2 separate regions of the Mus musculus genome follow, and region 1 is linked to region 2. A link is a contact called in public HiChIP or PLAC-seq data. All regions are on one chromosome and are shown on one strand. The core of a region is the stretch at or near the end of the contact, and the rest is flanking DNA. Distances in the headings are between cores, read along the strand shown.

The links. HiChIP or PLAC-seq counts read pairs in DNA pulled down with a chosen protein or histone mark.
Region 1: a contact with region 2 is called in an H3K27ac HiChIP or PLAC-seq map of DN3 thymocytes, with 7 times the contacts expected there. The contact joins two enhancer-like sites. A contact is called at or near these places in 1 of 15 datasets of contacts at CTCF or cohesin (the NIH/3T3 cell line), 13 of 484 Hi-C or Micro-C datasets (CD8 T cells, the THB-7 cell line, bone marrow-derived macrophages and 5 more) and 14 of 115 datasets of contacts at active chromatin or transcription factors (the 230-238 cell line, CD8 T cells, DN3 thymocytes and 8 more).

What each region holds. Positions count from the first base shown.
Region 1 is chr10:117,648,905-117,654,498 of GRCm38.p6, forward strand. All of the region lies in intron 2 of Cpm (carboxypeptidase M), which reads left to right. Among named protein-coding and RNA genes, the nearest start is that of Gm25709, 11 kb to the right of the region's middle. Within about 2 kb of position 3,322, at least 48 of the 459 cell types and tissues checked have an H3K27ac peak or open chromatin away from gene starts, as enhancers often do. A contact at or near this core is called in CD8 T cells and DN3 thymocytes, where this site is marked.
Region 2 is chr10:117,448,133-117,453,795 of GRCm38.p6, forward strand. No RefSeq gene overlaps it. Among named protein-coding and RNA genes, the nearest start is that of Gm32141, 3.5 kb to the left of the region's middle. Within about 2 kb of position 4,264, at least 63 of the 459 cell types and tissues checked have an H3K27ac peak or open chromatin away from gene starts, as enhancers often do. A contact at or near this core is called in CD8 T cells and DN3 thymocytes, where this site is marked.

The sequences.
Region 1 (5,594 bases), core at 2,072-4,571, 200 kb after region 2:
GTCACACAGACCCACCCCATGTTAATATTTTTTTGTCAAATCTACTTTGTCTCTTATGAGTTCTATTGATTTTTTTTCTTTTCTTTTCTTTTTGTTTTTGTTTTTTTGGGTTTTTTTTGTTTGTTTGTTTTTGTTTTGTTTTTTTGAGACAGATCTTCTCTGTGTAGCCCTGGTTGTCTGGAAACTCACTTTGTAAAGCAGGAGGCCTCAGACTCAGAGATCTGCCTCTGCCTCTGCCTCTGCCTCTGCCTCTGCCTCTGCCTCTGCCTCTGCCTCTGCCTCTGCCTCTGCCTCTGCCTCTGCCTCTGCCTCTGCCTCTGCCATGCTGCTATTAAAGGTGGGAGCCACCACCGCTTGGCTGAGCTTTATTGATTTTGCTGAATTATTAGAAGCAGTAAATAGTGTGTGCATCCCCTTAAATATTTTAGCACATGTCTCCTTCTAAACGTAGCTTCCACCTAGTCACAATGTATCATCTTTAAACTAAGAAACACAATATAACAGTTCAATAATAACAAACAGCATCCTGCATTATTAAGGTTTTGTGTGGTTCTAACAGTGCTTTTGAAACTTTTTCTGTCAGGATTATTTTTTTTAATTTTATGGGTATTTGCCTATATGTATGTCTGTGTACTCCTATGTGCGTGCCCTGTGAAGGCCAGAAGAGGGTGTTGGATGCTCTGGAATCGGAGTTCAGACAGTCTTGAGTAGCCATGTGGGTCTTGGGAATGGACGTCCTCTGGAAAAGCAGGCAGTGCTCTTACCCCATGAGCCATCTCTCCAGCCTCATAATCTAGGACAATCCCTTTGCTTTGTGTCCACGTTGACCAGTTCATATTGACCCAACTTTCCTAATAGTTCCTAATGAGCCACCTCCTATCTACAAGCTCTCGGCTTGGGCTTCCCGCCTCATTAGCATTGAGATCATTAAATCTGCAAGGTCACCTCCATCGCTTCAGAAGCAGGCCAGGTGAGAAAGTGTTGTAAGATGTTTGTGACTAGTGGCCCAACACAGCCAGTAGGGTGACTTATCTTCCGGCCCCGCCCTCCCAGTGATGTGTGCTCACCTCTTCTAGGTTGGGCATCACGCCCTGGAAATTCTGGATGAGTTTAAAGTGTAAATTCAGTTGACCAAGAGGTGTGAAATATCTTGCAATATTTGTTTTGTTAAGGCCTTTGGAAAAACACGTTTCTTAAAGAACAGCCCCCTCTATTTTCCTTCTTGTGCACTTCCGTGAGTGTTGGTCTATTCAAACTGAAGGGCAGATTTCCTTTGGCATGCGTGGTTCCGCTGACTGCTGGCCAAGGTCTCCATCATATGATTCAGACGCTGTTTATACTGGATACCTTACCTTAATTGCTCGGAGGCACTATACAGGAGAGTCTACTTATTTATTTTATGATATGAGTACACTGTCTCCAGATGTACCAGAAAAGGGCATTGAATCACCTTTTATAGATGATTTCAAGCTACCATGTGGTTGCTGGGATTTGAACTCAGGACCCCTGGAAGAGCAGTCAGTGCTCTTAACCGCTGAGCCATCTCTCCAGCCCTGAACTTTGTCTTTTAACAAGCTCGTGCTTACTGTGGTTTTGCTGCGTTTGTTATAGTTGCTCTCCCTTGTGTGGTGCTGGAACTCGAACTCACAGCCTTGAGCACGCTAAGGACAGCTTACTCGCAGTGTTTCAAGGATCAGGAGGATTAGGTGAAGTAGCACAACTCCATGAAGTACTAATTCTCTTAATCCCCCAACATCGATAAGGAAAGTGATCAAGGAGATGAAGCATCTTGTCACACGTCACATGGCTAACAAGTGACAGCAGGTTCTTGAGGCTGGCAGTGCAGGTTTAGATCCAGTGCGCTTCATTCAGGAATGTGCCGTGCCTAACTAACTGTGCAGGATCAAAGGGATCAAAGATGCTGTTTGGAGGCAGATGGCGTGCCACCCTGATACAGGTTTGACGTACTTACCAAACAAGTGATCTACTTAGATAGAGATCAAGATGGAAGAAGGGCACAAGTCACGATGGTGGATGCCTATAACCTCAGCACTGTGGGGAGAGGCACGAGGGTTCCGGGGACCAGGCCAGTCTGAGCTGCACAATGACAGTTTGTTGTCTCAAAAACAAACAAGGATGGAGATGGAGATGTGGCTCAGTGATGGAGATATGCCTCAGTGATGGGGTGTGGCTCAGTGATGGGGTGTGGCTCAGTGATGGAGATGTGGCTCAGTGATGGGGTGTGGCTCAGTGATGGAGATGTGGCTCAGTGATGGGGTGTGGCTCAGTGATGGAGATGTGGCTCAGTGATGGGGTGTGGCTCAGTGATGGAGATGTGGCTCAGTGATGGGGTGTGGCTCAGTGATGGGGTGTGGCTCAGTGATGGGGTGTGGCTCAGTGATGGGGTGCTTACCTCACATGCACGTGACTCTGGTTCCTTCCTAGGCACTGCAAACACAATCCAGAAAAACAAAACAAAACAAAAAAAAGAAGTCCATCTTTCGTAATCCATCGAGTGTTCTAAGTTGGTCCTTAAAGGAATCGCATTTTGGCAACTTTAGACTCCCTGCTTGTTCTGGAAGTTCACCAGCCTTCATTCAAGACTCTGGCTTGCCTGACCTTAGAGTGAAAGACTTTATGGCCCAAACTCAGGAAGGAGGAACGCAAGAATAGTCGGGTTCCTCTTCAGAGCAGCTTCCAGGGAAACTTGCAAGTTAAAGTTCTTCTAATAAAAATAAATATCAACAAGGATGGGCAGACCCCAAATACACACTTTTTCAGGGGAGGATTAGTGGCTTGAAATGAACCTAGTCATAAATTAGAACAGTTTGCACCTATAGACACCAGTCTGAAATAAGAACGCCAGTGGGCAGCTGGTGAGATGGCTCAGCAGGTAAAGGGACTTGCCCTGTGAGCCTAGAAACCAGAGCTCCACCTCTGGGTCCCATGAAAGGTGGAGGGAGACCACCCCCACACGGTTGCCCATATCCTCTGCATGTTCATGCACTGTGGCGTGCAAGTCTCTGTCCCTCACTATAGTAATGAGAGAGATGGGGGAGGGGGAGAGAGAACAGAGAGGAACACCAGTCAAACTAGAAGGACCACGACATCACTGCCATGGGGAGGGAGATCCCCCAGTTTCTTCTGGTCTCAGCTTCCACGGTAGTCTCTCAGTTCTTGCGATCCCCCAAGAGAAGAATTCAACAGAACAGAACACAAGCAGTCGTCAAATCAAATAGTTGAGATTGTAGTCAGAACTGGCAAGGAAGCAATGCATCATCAAAGACACTCCACTTTGCAACAGATGGAGACCGTTACAGAAAACCACAACCAACCAGAGTGCAGAGAACAAGGGAGCCTGTGGTGCCCGGCCCCAATACATCTCTATGGCAACTCCTGCATGCAAGGCTTGGGAATCATTGAAGAAGAGGGGGCAGAAAGATTGTAAGAGCTGGAGGAATGAGAAACGTGCTTTGAGATGGGAAACAGTACCCATGAAATCTCAGCAATATGGTTGCCTAGATAAGACCTAGACAAGGATGACACCAAGAGACACTCGAACTTGAAAGGGGGGAACCTTACTGAGCAACACTGCTGGACAGGAACTACAGACAACCTAAGAAGGCTGAGAATGAGAAAAATAGTCTTCCCTAAGGAGGAGCCCCTGTCGGTTATCTAATACCAAGTGATATGGTATACATATCAAGTGAAACGATACACATATAAGCATGGTAGAATTTTAATATTGATCAAAGAAAAAGAGGCCATGAATTTGAGATAAAATACGGTGGGGAGGGCTTAGAGGTTCTGAAGAAGCAGAAGAAGAAATGATGTAATTGCTTTAATTTAAAAAGAAGTTTGTTTGTTTTTAAGCATATACTCTTTTAAAAATAAGAGGTCCTGATCGGGGGGCTGGTGAGATGGCTCAGTGGGTAAGAGCACCCGACTGCTCTTCCGAAGGTCCTGAGTTCAAATCCCAGCAACCACATGGTGGCTCACAACCATCCATAAGGAGATCTGACTCCCTCTTCTGGAGTGTCTGAAGACAGCTACAGTGTACTTACATATAATAAATAAATAAATAAATAAATAAATAAATAAATAAATAAATAAATCTAAAAATTAAAAAAAAAAGAGGTCCTGATCAAACAGTAACGACCCTAGTCCTGTGGGTCAGGACAGGACCTGGTCCTTTGGAGCCCTGAGCTGCATAGTGACCACTGTTAACTAGCTTAATATCTTGACCACCAGTCAATCACTACCATTATCTTAAAGCTGTTTCTCGGGCTGCCCACTGTCCTTCATGTTGTATCTTTGGAGGCTGGTTGGTTAGTACATCCTGGATCCGACCTGCCTGACATCATTGAAACAGAATGCTTCTGCTGTATAAAAGGGAACTCCCAAAGGACGATACATTGTAGCATCTTTTCAAATGCTACATCTTTTCAAATCCAAGAGGCTGGCGGTGTCAGGCATGTGTGGTCCAGCGTGTGCTTAGCATATGTGAGGTCCTGGATTCAGCCCCAGCAGCAAAAAAATTCAAAGGGACAATTAAGAAATCTCTTTACATACTTGTTTGCACTTCAAGAAGTTGTTCCAACTTCTCATTATGACTGACCTGTCCTTTAAAAAAGACAGGCAGATTATGTTATCTCTCACCCAAGGGACCAATACGGGAAGCTGGGGCTTTTTATAGTATAAAACCTCTAGAGATTTTTTTTTAGCTTTGGGGATTTAAAAACAAGTTTCCTGTCTCTGTGAGAAGAAAAAAAAAAGGCTAGGAAAAAAATAAAAGAGAAATTATGATGGTTGATGTGACGATTTTGTGTCTAGTTTTTGAAAACTTTTTTGTTGTTGTTGTTTTAAAGATTTAGTTACTTATTACATGTAAGTACACTGTAGCTGACTTCAGACACACCAGAAGAGGGCATTAGACCTAATTACGGGTGGTTGTGAGCCACCATGTGGTTGCTGGGATTTGAACTCAGGATCTCCAGAGGAGCAGTCAGTGCTCTTAACCGCTGAGCCATCTCTCCAACCCCTAAAAACTTGTTTTACGTGTATACTTTTCCGTTTGCTGTGTGTAGGAGGAGAGCAAAGCGGGTAGGGGGAGAAGATCGCAAGGTGAAGAAGACGGGATCCTGTTTGGGTTGCCTCTCACTGATACACTCTCCTGTGTGCTAGGAGTCTTAACCACATTGAAATCAGAAAAAGAAGATGCACCCAAGCCAATTCATCCCCTCTCTTTGCCTTCTTCAATTAAAAATGTACAGTCAGGATGGAGGAATAGCTCAGAGGTAGGATTCTTGCTACTAACTAACCACTTGTCAGTACAGCACTCACAAAGCCCTGGATTTGACGTCTAGTTTTGTTTTTTTTAAAAACAAATAAAAGTAGAAAGGCCACCGGGTGTGGTGGCGTGTGCCTTTAATCCCAGCACTCAGGAGGCAGAGGCAGGTGGATTTCTGAGTTTGAGGCCAGCCTGGTCTACAAAGTGAGTTCCAGGACAGCCAGGGCTATACAGAGAAACCCTGTCTCGAAAAACCAAAAAAAAAAAAAAAAAAAAAAAAAAAAAAAAAAGGAAAGGCACCACC
Region 2 (5,663 bases), core at 3,014-5,513:
TGTTCGATCTCATTACAGATGGTTGTGAGCCACCATGTAGTTGCTGGGATTAGAACTCGGGACCTTCAGAAGAGCAGCCAGTGCTCTTAACTGCTGAGTCATCTCTCCAGCTCCATATATATAAAAAATATATTTAAATATTTTTTATTACGTATTTTCCTCAATTACATTTTCAATGCTATCCCAAAAGTCCCCCATACCCTACCCCCCACTTCCCTACCCACCCAGTCCCATTTTTTGGCCCTGGCATTCCCCTGTACTGGGGCATATAAAGTTTGCGTGACCAATGGGCCTCTTTCCAGTGATGGCCAACTAGGCCATCTTTTGATACATATGCAGCTAGAGTCAAGAGCTCCAGGGTACTGATTAGTTCATAATGTTGTTGCACCTACAGGGTTGCAGATCTCTTTAGCTCCTTGGATACTTTCTCTAGCTCCTCCATTGGGGGCCCTGTGATCCATCCAATAGCTGACTGTGAGCATCCACTTATGTGTTTGCTAGGCCCTGGCCTAGTCTCACAAGAGACAGCTATATCAGGGTCCTTTCAGGAAAATCTTGCTAGTGTATGCAATGGTGTCATCGTTTGGAGGCTGATTATGGGATGGATCCCTGGATATGGCAGTCTCTAGATGGTCCATCCTTTCGTCTCAGCTCCAAACTTTGTCTCTGTAACTCCTTCCATGGGTGATTGTTTCCAATTCTAAGAAGGGGCAAAGTGTCCACACTTTGGTCTTCGTTCTTCCTCAGTTTCATGTGTTTTGCAAATTGTATCTTATATCTCAGGTATATTGTGACCCAGAGCAGGGTCTTCCGTAGACGGCAGGCAGCTCAGATTTCAGGCTGCTTTTCTTCCTGTGTCCTGCACAGATCTTTAGCCTCTCATTCTACAATTAATGATGCTTTTCCTACTAGGATTTGTTTGTTTGTTTGTTTGTTTGTTTGTTTGTTTTGAGACAGGGTTTTTCTTTGTAGCCCTGGCTGTCCTGGAACTCACTCTGTAGACCAGGCTGGCTTTGAACTCAGAAATCTGCCTGCCTCTGCCTCCCAAGTGCTGGGATTAAAGGAATGCGCCACCACTGTCTGATTTTTGTTTTGTTTTGTTTATTTTTTGGGGGGGGGTATTTTATAAGTTAAAAAAGTATTTGGCTGGAGAGTTGGGCTCAGTGGTTAAGAGCACTGACTGCTCTTCCAGAGGTTCTGAGTTCAATTCCCAGAAACCACATGGTGGCTCACAACCATCTGTAATGAGACCTGATGCATCTGTTCTGGTGCATCTGAAGACAGCTACAGTGTACTCATGTATAATAATAAATAAATCTTTTTTTAAGTATTATTTTATTTTATGTGTATGAGTGTTTTGCCTGCATGTATGTCTATGTACCATGTGTGGCTGGCTCCCAAAGAGGCCACAACATGTCATATCCCCTAGAACTGGAGTCACAAATGATGATGAGCCACCATGTGGGTGCTGGGCATTGAACCCATGTCCTCTGGATGAACAGCTAGCGGTGCTAACCACTGAGCCATCTCTCCAGTCCCAACTATTAGGGTTCTTAATGATAAATGTGTATTAGTTCCTTTTTTATTGTGATAAATACCATGACCAGGGCAAGTTATAGAAGGAAGAAGGAAGAGTTTATTTGGGGATAGGGTTCCAGGAGGAGAGTCTATAATGAGAGGGAGACACTGTGGCCCAGAACTGAGAGACCTCATCTTCAAATGAAAACACGGAGCAGGATGAACTGGAGTGGGGCCAGACTGCAAAGTTCAAAAGTCTGCACCCAGTGATGTATACTTCCTCCAGCAGGCTTTGCCTCATGAAGAAAGGTTCCACTTCCTCCCAAAAGAGCCACCAGCCAGGAGCTGACCAAGTGTTTAAATAAGTGACCCTGTGCAGCAGGTGGAGGGGACAGTTCTCAGTCAAACCACCACTATGTGTGAAAGCATCTCTCTTTCGATATCTTTGGGTTAAGTCCAGTCTCCAGAGAGAGCCATTTATCTACAGTCACAAAGTCTGTGTGAGACACCCTGTGTTAGGAGCACCCACTTTGGGCATACTGAGGACCCACTATGGGCAGATGTCAGAGACTCACAATAAACAATCTTTAGCAGTTGTTGTATGGAATGCAGTTTTCCAAAAATTTCTATAGTTCTATGCTAACCTATTCTTGTTAGCATTCTATCTGGACTCTGCCCCCACAGTTACCTGGCAACAACCAGGTAGGCTCCTCCCCACAGTTACCTGGCAACAGCCAGGTTGCCTGGCCCAACCGCTGCTTGCCCCCTCCTCTCTTTCTTACTCCTACTTCTCTCCCTTGCCTCTTGCTCCCCCTCTCCCCATTCCCTTCCCACTCTCTCCAAGTGGTCATGGTCATGGCTAGCCTCTATACTCTCTCTCTCTCTCTCTCTCTCTCTCTCTCTCTCTCTCCTCCTACTACTACTACCCTTTAAACTCCCTTCCCCATGCCCTTAATAAACTCTATTCTATACTATACCATTGTGTGGCTGGTCCCTCAGGGGGAAGGAATGCCTTGGCATGGGTCCGCTGAGGCACTCCTTTCCCCCACACCTACATAGAACATATCTCTCCTCTCTTTATCTTTTTATAGTCACAACAATCCTGGGATAGGATTGCCAGAAAGGGAGACAAAACCTGCCCAGGCCTGCCACAAGGGCCCTACTCATAGAATGTAAGGAGTGCAGGGGAGAGCTGCTGAGGTCGGTCTTCTACAGACAGGAGGTCTGGGCTCCTTGGGAGTCAGTTCTCAGCCAGGTCTTCCTGACTCAGTTTGTGAGTAGGGATCCCTTGTTCAGCATCCATAGTGTTAGACCTAGTGGGGAAACCCCTACCCAATTCCCAATTCGGCGTGCACCCAAAAAAATCACAAAGGACCACCATCTTGATGTAAATACATGAGGACGTTTAATTACGGAGCTCCGGACTGACATGTATCTCACACAGGAGATAACGGATGTCGGCCACGAGGCTCGAAAGCTAGGGGTTTTTATGGGGTAAGGGGCTTAGGGGTGTGGAATTCAGCATAGTGACACACTATTAGCTTATTTAAACATTAACAGAAAGATTACATGTTAGCAAAAGGGCATCAGGACTTTGTTCCTGTGGGCTGGGGGCTTATCTTGTTCACATAGCAACCAGTTGATGTATGACTTTACCCAGTGTCAAGGGGCAGTAGACAGAGGGGAGGTTCGGGCCAGGTGGTGTTGACCCAGACAAGATAGCCCTGCTTGTACAATCAAGCTGTTCTTAGGAATGTCTTAACAGCCCTGTCTGTTCTGCTTTGTTCTCGGCCCCAGGCCGCGGGCTCATAGACAACTCTTTTACATGAATCACAAGTTACAAAATCTCATTTTCTTTCAATAGGAAATGGCAAGCTACAGTAAAAGTAGTGTAGCTTCACTCCGACCTCCTACAACCTTCGAAAGTTATGCAATTATGGCTCAGTTGGTAAAATGGCTGCCATGGATGTAGCAAGCACATAAAAAGCTATGCCTGGCCGGGCGTGGTGATGCACACCTTTAATCCCAGCACTCAGGAGAAAGAGGCAAGCTGATTTCTGAGTTTGAGGCCAGCCTGGTCTACAAAGTGAGTTCCAGGACAGCCAGGGCTATAAAGAGAAACCCTGTTTCAAACAAACAAAACAACAACAACAAAAAAGCTATGCCTGGCACCGCAGTGCCTTGGTGGTAGACAGGAAGGGTCATGACCTTCCTGGCCTGCCGATTTTGCCAAATCAGTATCCTCCAGGTTCTGTGAGAGACCTTGTCTTAAAAAAAATTAAGTGAGTACCAGGCATGGTGATGGGTGGTACACACCTTCAATCTTAGCACATAGACAGAGGCAGGCAGATCTCTGTGAGTTTGGAGTCAGCCTATTCTATGTAGTGAGTTCCAGGACAGCCAGGGCCTCATGGTGAGCCCTTGTCTCAGAAAGAAGAATTGTGGAGAAGAGGCCTATGTGGACCTCTGGCCTACACACACCCACCCACACATACACACACACACACACACACACACACACACACACACACACACAGACACCACAGAGATTTTTTTATTGGTAAAAAAAGATTCTACTAGAATCAAGTGTCTAAATAATAGGATTTAACCAAGGGGATCAAAAGGGATTAGAGTGAAACACCAAACCCACGAAGACAAAGAAAATCGAAACCAGAAACCACTCTCTCCCCACTTCCTGCTGGCTCATTTCCAGGTGCCTTTCTGTCTGGTCCCATTGTCTTACTTACTTGATAATCTCCCTGGGCCAGGAGGGTGTTGATTTAGAGCACCTCCTACTCCGACTGATAACAGCCTCCAGGCCTTCCATGCTCTGTGGGGTCTTCTTCAGCCTCCTAATGGCCCACCCGCTGTGCTTTCTGTTACAAATGTGAAAACCTTCATCCCCGCTAACCTACCAAGTGGTAAGGTGTTATTTATTGAACAGATACCAGGAGCACATGAAGGGCCGGGGGCACAGCTCTAAATGGTTGGGGAACCTCAGAGAGCCAAACAGATAAGAAACCTGCTCTTAGCTGCTTGTATCTTCCTGAGGTGGGAGAGGGTGCCCAGAGAATACTCAGAAACACAACAAGCAAGTGTAAGGTGTACTTGGCAGGTGGGCTATGGGAAAGGTCACAGTACAGGGATGGAGGAGGGCACCTGATTCTCCCCTGTTATCAGTGGGAGGCTGCAGTGGAGCAAAACACCCCCAGTCCAGATCTGCCCAGCTTCTGCCCTAATTTCCAGTTTGATCTATCTGGGACCCTTTCCTTGATCTCCACTGAAAACAGGAACGATGTTAAGTGCAGCTAGGCACGCATATCCTAAAGCCGGACTATTTGAAACAGATTTCCAGCTCAGCAAAATGCTCCCCTTGGACCAGTAAGCTGCTCTCTGCTAATAAAATTTACCTGTGTCACAGGTTATGGAGAGGGTGATGTCACCCACGGAGAGAGTGATGTCACCCATGGAGAGGGTGATGTCACCTATGGAGAGGGTGAAGTATGTTTAGCATAAGATGAGCAGAGCTGAGCGTGGCACAGCGGGGCAGATGTCACATTAAAGACAGAATGCCCGAACTGTGGGGTGGAGGACAGCGTCTGCTCAGAAAACGATGGCAGGGTGAGGTTGTGCGACCCATTTCTACCCTTCAACAGCTGTACAGCCTGCTGTGTGGGCCCCCCTGCTCAAAGCCCGAGGCTATGCCAACATGAACACAAGCATGCCTCTTCTTGTATCCATTGGTGTGTTTCCGAAAACCGCTCTTGGTTTTCTGTAGTGAGGAGGGTGGGGGGTTGTTTGTTTAAAACTTTATAAACAGAAGAATTTTTTAAAAATCTTATAGTCACTGTAATTTACATGGTACAGGGCTGGCACTGACAGGTCCCTTCAATGACAAGTCCGTTCAATGACAGAGAGTTTGTCTGAAGCCCAGGCTTGGGTCTCCAGAATCTCTGCACCAAACCAATTGTGCAGTACATTGATCACTACTGATGGAGAAATAGGAGTTACCTTTCTGTTTTCAAGATCTATCTATCTATCCGTCTATCTATCTATCTATCTATCTATCTATCTATCTATCTATCCATGAGATCTTAGAGTTGAACAACAGGAAACTATACCAGTGTTCCAAACCACCTGGCAAC